Regions from separate parts of the Cricetulus griseus genome. Here region 1 is linked to region 2. The links are chromatin contacts, called in public Micro-C maps. All regions are on one chromosome and are shown on one strand. The core of a region is the stretch at or near the end of the contact, and the rest is flanking DNA. Distances in the headings are between cores, read along the strand shown.

Region 1 (3,253 bases), core at 213-2,712, 270 kb before region 2:
GGCCACAAGTCTGAAATCAAGGTGTGAGCAGGCTGTACTCCCTCTAAAAATTATTAAGGGAGCCTTTCTTTGAGTCTTCCAAACTGGTGGTGATTTATTAGCAACTGGTGCCTAGCTGCCACAGTAACACCATTCTCTTTGTCGGCACTGTGTTTTCCTATGAGTCTCTGGCCATTTTATAAGAACACCAATGAGATTAGGAGCCTGCTGTTTTCAGTATGACCTACTCATCTTGATTACACCTGTACAGACTATCTCCAAAAAAGGTTACAGTCTGAGATCTGAAATTCTACAGGTCAGGAATGTAACATCTTTTACAGGTGGGGGTACAGTTAAGCTCACAGTACCCAGCTGTTCTATTCTAGTTTTTATCTTTCGGATAATTTGAAGCAGCCCACATCTATTAGTAAAGGCTTACTAAACATTGTACCTCTACAGTAAATGCTAAGCAGCTGTAAAAGAAAATGAAATTTACAAGCTGACATGGGAAAACTTCCAAATCAGTCAAGATAAGAACTTAACAAGACACCTTTTAGGTAAGAAGAAGGAAACTATGGTGTGTATTCATGTTCGCTTACATCTGTGTGAAGAAGCTAGAGGAAACATAAGAAATAAATGAAAGCAATTACAGCAGTGGGGTAGGGCAGTGAGAGCAGATGCAAGGAGGACCTGCTGTTCCTTCTGTATCTTTGATCAGTGAGTCAGAAGACAATGAGATCCTAACAAATGACACACCGGAAGGCTGTCTACCCCAAGTTCAGCGTAGGCACTGATTCTTAAGGCAAGCAATCAGCGTGTTGCCCTGGAATCAACTCTTGGTTTCCCTTCTTCCTTCTCCAAAGCTTAGCTTAAGTTTTTAGTGCTTAGAATTTTATTATCCATAGCTCCTGATCTAAGTGTCAAATGCTGCCCTTCGTGACATCATTGTGACTATTATTTCTCTTTAGTAAGAAAAAAATCTCATCATCTGCCTATTCAGGCACTTCCATTCAGACATGAGAACAGAAGCCAATCAGGCAGGCACGCTCATTCTCTGTAAAGACATTATTATGAACAATCATACAATGAGCTTACGACAATTTACATAAAATGCTCTTAGGAGCAGGAGACCAGGTAATGACTGTGTTTTATTCATCTAAAACAGCAAAGTTATATGAAAGAAATATTCACAGCCTTCAATAGCACATTATCTTTAATTTCTTTCTCAGGAGTGTTCTTAGCAATTTTAAAGTGAACCTGATTAATGTACCAAGACTAGAATCATATGTGAAAGAAATTAAGCTGGCAATTCTATCCTGTTTTCCTCCATCCTCTCCCTCAAAGGGGTTTTTATTTTGTTGTGATTCCCAGACAGGTTTAAAAATTTAAATTGACTCAACTAGAAACACTTAGGGATCTGATCATTCAACACCACACTGCTCACATCCTTTATTCCTGTCTTCAGCCTACTGCCCTGTGGTTTACTTCTGCAACTAGAAGGGTGGGGAAATATGAGTCAGACTCTTTGTCTGGTAGCTTTAGCGAAAGAAATAGCTGAGGAGATAACTTGAAATGGCCAAAGAGATGTTTTTATTTATCTGTGGATTTCCTTCACCAAGTCCATCCCAGTTCCTTGATCATCCACAGTGAACAACATTGTCACATGGCCCCTTCTCCACAAGCTACAGTCAGAATATACCTGCTGCTGATGCTGCTGCTGCTGCTGCTGATGATGATGATTTGAATTAGAAAGGGAGTTGTACCAGCCCTGAGAAGTATAAATCTAGGCAGGGAAATTAGGTGTTTGTTTAATTACAGCACCAACATCGTGGCATCTAGATCTATTCCTAGAAGGAATGCAAGCCAGAGAATTAGAGATGGGGAAAAAGATGTCCAAAGAGGGGAGAGTAGTGTTTAAATTTCAGCTAAACGTAGAGATGTAGGAAAATCTAAACACTGCTAGCCGTAAGATCAGAGGACAAAAGAAGAGAAAGAAGGTGGGGGTGGGACATGGAAAAAGAAATCTGTTCAAGAAAGAATAGAAGGAGCTTCTAGATGACTTCAGGTCGGCGAGACCAGTCCCTTCACTCCCTGGCGACCCTGAGTAGTGAGGCCCATAGAGCCTCACCTTGGAGACCAAGACCATCTTTCCCGAGTGAGCCAGCTATCCTGCCTTTACTTCAGAGAGCCACCATAACCTGCATGAGTTTGGCAAGTTTCTAAGGCCTTAGTTCTTACCACAGGACTCCTGCGCTTCCTTCTCCAGCCTCTGGCCTTCCCTCCATGCTCCAGGCCCTGAGCCTGTTTGTTCTCTTCCCTCTGAAAGGGCTCTTCATCCACTGTGCAGTTGCTTCATTTCTCTTCATTGAAAACCTCCTTGCTCAAATGTACCAGAGCTCTGAGAAGGGCTCCGCTTTGTCAAGTAATTAGTGCTTTAAAACAAATCTGTTATGAAAGGACAGACTGTTGAAACTTAAGAAAAGCAGTGCATGAGAGAAAGACACCATGTGACAATGTTCAAGCAAAAAGGCTTTTTTTTTTAAGGGATCACAAAAAGAGGAGAGGTGAGACCAGCCTCTGAGGACAGGAGCAGTGGAAGAGAGGAAAGAGAGGCAGAGGCAGAAGGAGAGAGAGAGGATGGGAGGTGGGGAGGACTCTTTTAAAAGAGGACATAGTGAATGTGCACAGGTGATGCTCTTAGTGATGCTGCAGCTGAGGGCGTATCCTGTCAGAACCCCAAGGACAGGCCAGCACAGATGCCTGAATACCAACACAGACATTGCATCCTTTAACCTGGGAAACTGAATTGTGTACTGGTGAATTTCAATCCCACTCCCGTGCTTTGCAGACTTTCCACTCTTAAGAGAACACTAAATGAGAAAACTTTCTTCCTCATGGAAAGACCAAGCCCATATGGCAAGCTGGGCAAAACCCTGAGGGAGCAGATCTCATTCACCTTTTTTTCTGAACTACAATGAACCTTAAACAGTATTACTTAAACAGAATGGGCTGGAGACATGTGTGTAAGTCCCAGCCACAGTTCTTTTGCAGTACCTCAACCTCATTTGTTAGCACAGTTCCTCAGACATTCGGTTAGCATGGCATTGTTCTGTCATTCAACAGTAAATGACTTAGCCATAAATAAGGTTTCCCATTCCTGCTCCTCAACCCCTTCAGATGTCTCCTCCTTCCCCTTCATTCTCTGGTCAAGTTGCTCAGCTCACTGTTGGTTCACACTTTTCCTGTATGTGGGAAGCACATCTTTCTCCTTGGA
Region 2 (3,023 bases), core at 110-2,609:
AATTAGTTTCACCAAAGGAATTCTAAGAAAGATGAAAAATATTCAAGAAAGGGTCCTAAGAACTATGGTTTTTCAAGATTAGATAGCTTGCTGCATTGGACTGTTGACTAAAGAAATTGTGGAAAAAGTCAGGCAGTGGTGGTGCATGCCTTTTATCCCAGTCCATAGGAGGCAGAGGCAGCCAGACTGGTGCACAGAGTGAGTTCCAGGACAGCCAGGGCTACACAGAGAATATTTATCTCAAAAGATTTTTTAAAAGTGTGGAAAAGGGCCGGGCATTGGTGGCGCACGCCTTCAATCCCAGCACTTGGGAGGCAGAGGCAGGCGGATCTCTGTGAGTTCGAGGCCAGCCTGGTCTCCAGAGCAAGTGCCAGGATAGGTTCCAAAGCTACACAGAGAAACCCTGTCTCGAAAAACCAAAAAAAAAAAAAAAATGTGGAAAAATGTTATTGTATAGATGAGATAAATATTCTGTACATCAGAGAAAATTTTAGTGAAAAATTCAAACAAAACTTTTCTCCATGTTTCCACCGTTCCATTATGGCAAAGAGTCACCTCATGAGTCAGGTGTGTATGGGACCCAGCAGGACTAGGTCTTGCTTCTGATACTCTATGTTCAGGGAAAGTCCAGGCTGCTTGCTGGGTGTGTGTGTGTGTGTGTGTGTGTGTGTGTGTGTGTGTGTGTGTGTGTGTGTGTGTGTGTGTTTAATATGAGTAGGCCAGCTTAGGCTTCAGGCAGTGCTTCTCAACCTTCCTAATGCTGCAACCCTTTTATTCATTCCTCATGTTGTGGTGACCCCCAACCATAAAATTATTTTCATTGCTACTTCATAACTAATTTTGCTACTGTTATGAATCATACTGTAAATACCTGTGTTTTTCGATGGTCTTAGATGACCCCTGTGAAAGGGTCTTTCAACCCACCGGTTGAGAAACACTGCCTTTAGGTGAGAGACTGGTCCTCTCATACAAGGCTCACAGTTGGCCCACTTGATACAAGACACGTCTGGGACAGTGCTTTTCACAGTTGATTGTGTACCCCAGTTGCTGGGATGGCATAACATCCTAGGGGGCGTTGAGAGTCTGCCCCAGCGCCTGCCTACATTTTTGGGGGGCAGACTACACTAGAAGCAAGGTCTGGTTAGGGTCTGCTTCACATCAGAACCATCTGAGGGTTTTAAAAAGGCTGGCACCTGGGACCTATTTGTAGTGACTGTGATTGAATGGGGGAGGGCCAGGCCCTGAAGTTCGTACTGATAGATATGAGTCACCTACAGATGCCTCTGTACTGATAGATATGAGTCACCTACAGATGCCTCTGATTTGATGCCCGTGTGCAAGTAGTGTTAAGAGCCACTGCCACGAGATCGGCACGCTTTTGCTGTGACTCACGGCTAAAAATCTTCCTGTGTGGACACTGTAGCAACCCAGGAGGTACCTTAGGTGACCTTCTAAGATGTGAGTACAGTCAACTTTGTGGATGTATCTGTGAAGAAGAGATTGTTCTTAGTTAGCAGGTCCCTGGAGATGAGCTGAGTGTTGCTGTCAAGGGACACACCCAGAAAGAAAAATGGTCCTCTCCTAGAGATGTCCTGGGATACAGGAAGGAGGTGAATGTGAATGTGGTTATCTCTCAGCTCAGAAGACCCTTCATCCTTTGTGTCCCTGCACCAGGAGAGATCTAGCAGACAGTGCATTATGAGCACAATTCGGATGCTTTGAGTTTCTTTAGAAACATCTATATGTTTACTTCTTACTGTATCTCTATGTGTTTGTGTATAAATGCATGCACTGGTGAAATTTCCACACTGCTAGAATTCTAGCATTTACATGTTCCCTTTGCCAATTTTTAGTAAGTTTTAGACTATTTTCTGTTCATTTACTTGCTCTTCTACCCGAACTTAATGACTTAGGAACCTGGTGGAAGAACTGTTGCCATTCTCAGAAGCTTCCAGTGCTTCTGACAGTGATGATTCAGCTTGCTCAAAACCGTAGACCTGGGTTCAAAAGTTAACTGTTTCATTATTATCACAGAACAGTCTCAGCAAAACAGGAAACGACCATATTAACATTATGCTAATGACAACTTCTTAGAATACACTTCAGAGTTCATGGATTAAAATTGAATATAATTGTGCTGTTAATAAGTTGGAATTCTTGGGGCCAGCAATGTGGCTCCACATGTGAAGGTACTTACTGTAAGCATGATGACCTAAGTTGGATTCCCAGAACCCCCATGATAGGATAGAACCAACTCCCTCGTGCTGTCTTCTGACTTCAGCACATGTGTGCCATGGTACATGCACACACAAGCTTGTGTGTGCATTCACAGGTGTACATAAGCACACACTCTCTTGTTCTCTCTCTCTCGTGCACACATAAATGTTTTTAAAAAGTTGGAATTCTCTGCCTTCTCACTATACAGTCATAAGCTATAACTTGGTCTCTGTCGAGGCCACTTCCTTCAGTCAGTCACTCATTTGAAATCCAAATTAACTTCCTCACCCACCCTCACTTCTGCCTCTTAGAAAAAGGTCCATCTATGTGGAGACCTATCTATACCCACCTCTTGTCAGAGAATAAAGCCCAAGTCCCTGAGTGTCATTTTGAGCCTTCTGACTAGGGTCTATATTTTCTCCGCCCTCATGGCTTGTTACTTGCCCAGATGGGTCCTTGTCTGAGATTGAGAATCGGGGAGGAAATATTGGAGGCTCAGCCGAGAACAGATAGGTGAAAGGGTGAATTGGACAGAAGGATGGTAGGTGACACAAGGGACATGCGTGGTCACTGGGCAGCATTACCGGCCCACTGACCTCGTAACTGGATTTAAAGTGAAACCAGGGAGCATATGGCCTCTGTGGTATGGGTACAGGGCAAGGAATCCTCACATTCCTTGCATTCTGCCAGAACCTGACAAAGCCATTCCCTTTCTGGTCACTGCTTTTGTGCATGCTGGGACCACCCTGTGAAACACATTATCTTTTCCTGCCAAAATTATTATTATTATCATTACTATTATCATT

What was found. A called contact is a pair of places that touch in the nucleus more often than the background predicts.
Region 1: a contact with region 2 is called in a Micro-C map of the CHO-K1 cell line, with 5 times the contacts expected there. The contact joins two enhancer-like sites. A contact is called at or near these places in 2 of 8 Hi-C or Micro-C datasets (the CHO-K1 cell line and fibroblasts).

The regions. Positions count from the first base shown.
Region 1 is chr3:25,676,025-25,679,277 of CriGri-PICRH-1.0, reverse strand. All of the region lies in intron 6 of Rpp30 (ribonuclease P protein subunit p30), which reads left to right. Among named protein-coding and RNA genes, the nearest start is that of Htr7, 16 kb to the left of the region's middle. Within about 2 kb of position 1,462, at least 1 of the 6 cell types and tissues checked has open chromatin away from gene starts, as enhancers often do. A contact at or near this core is called in the CHO-K1 cell line, where this site is marked.
Region 2 is chr3:25,401,462-25,404,484 of CriGri-PICRH-1.0, reverse strand. The region is part of intron 1 of Pcgf5 (polycomb group RING finger protein 5); the gene reads left to right. Among named protein-coding and RNA genes, the nearest start is that of Pcgf5, 16 kb to the left of the region's middle. Within about 2 kb of position 1,359, at least 2 of the 6 cell types and tissues checked have open chromatin away from gene starts, as enhancers often do. A contact at or near this core is called in the CHO-K1 cell line, where this site is marked.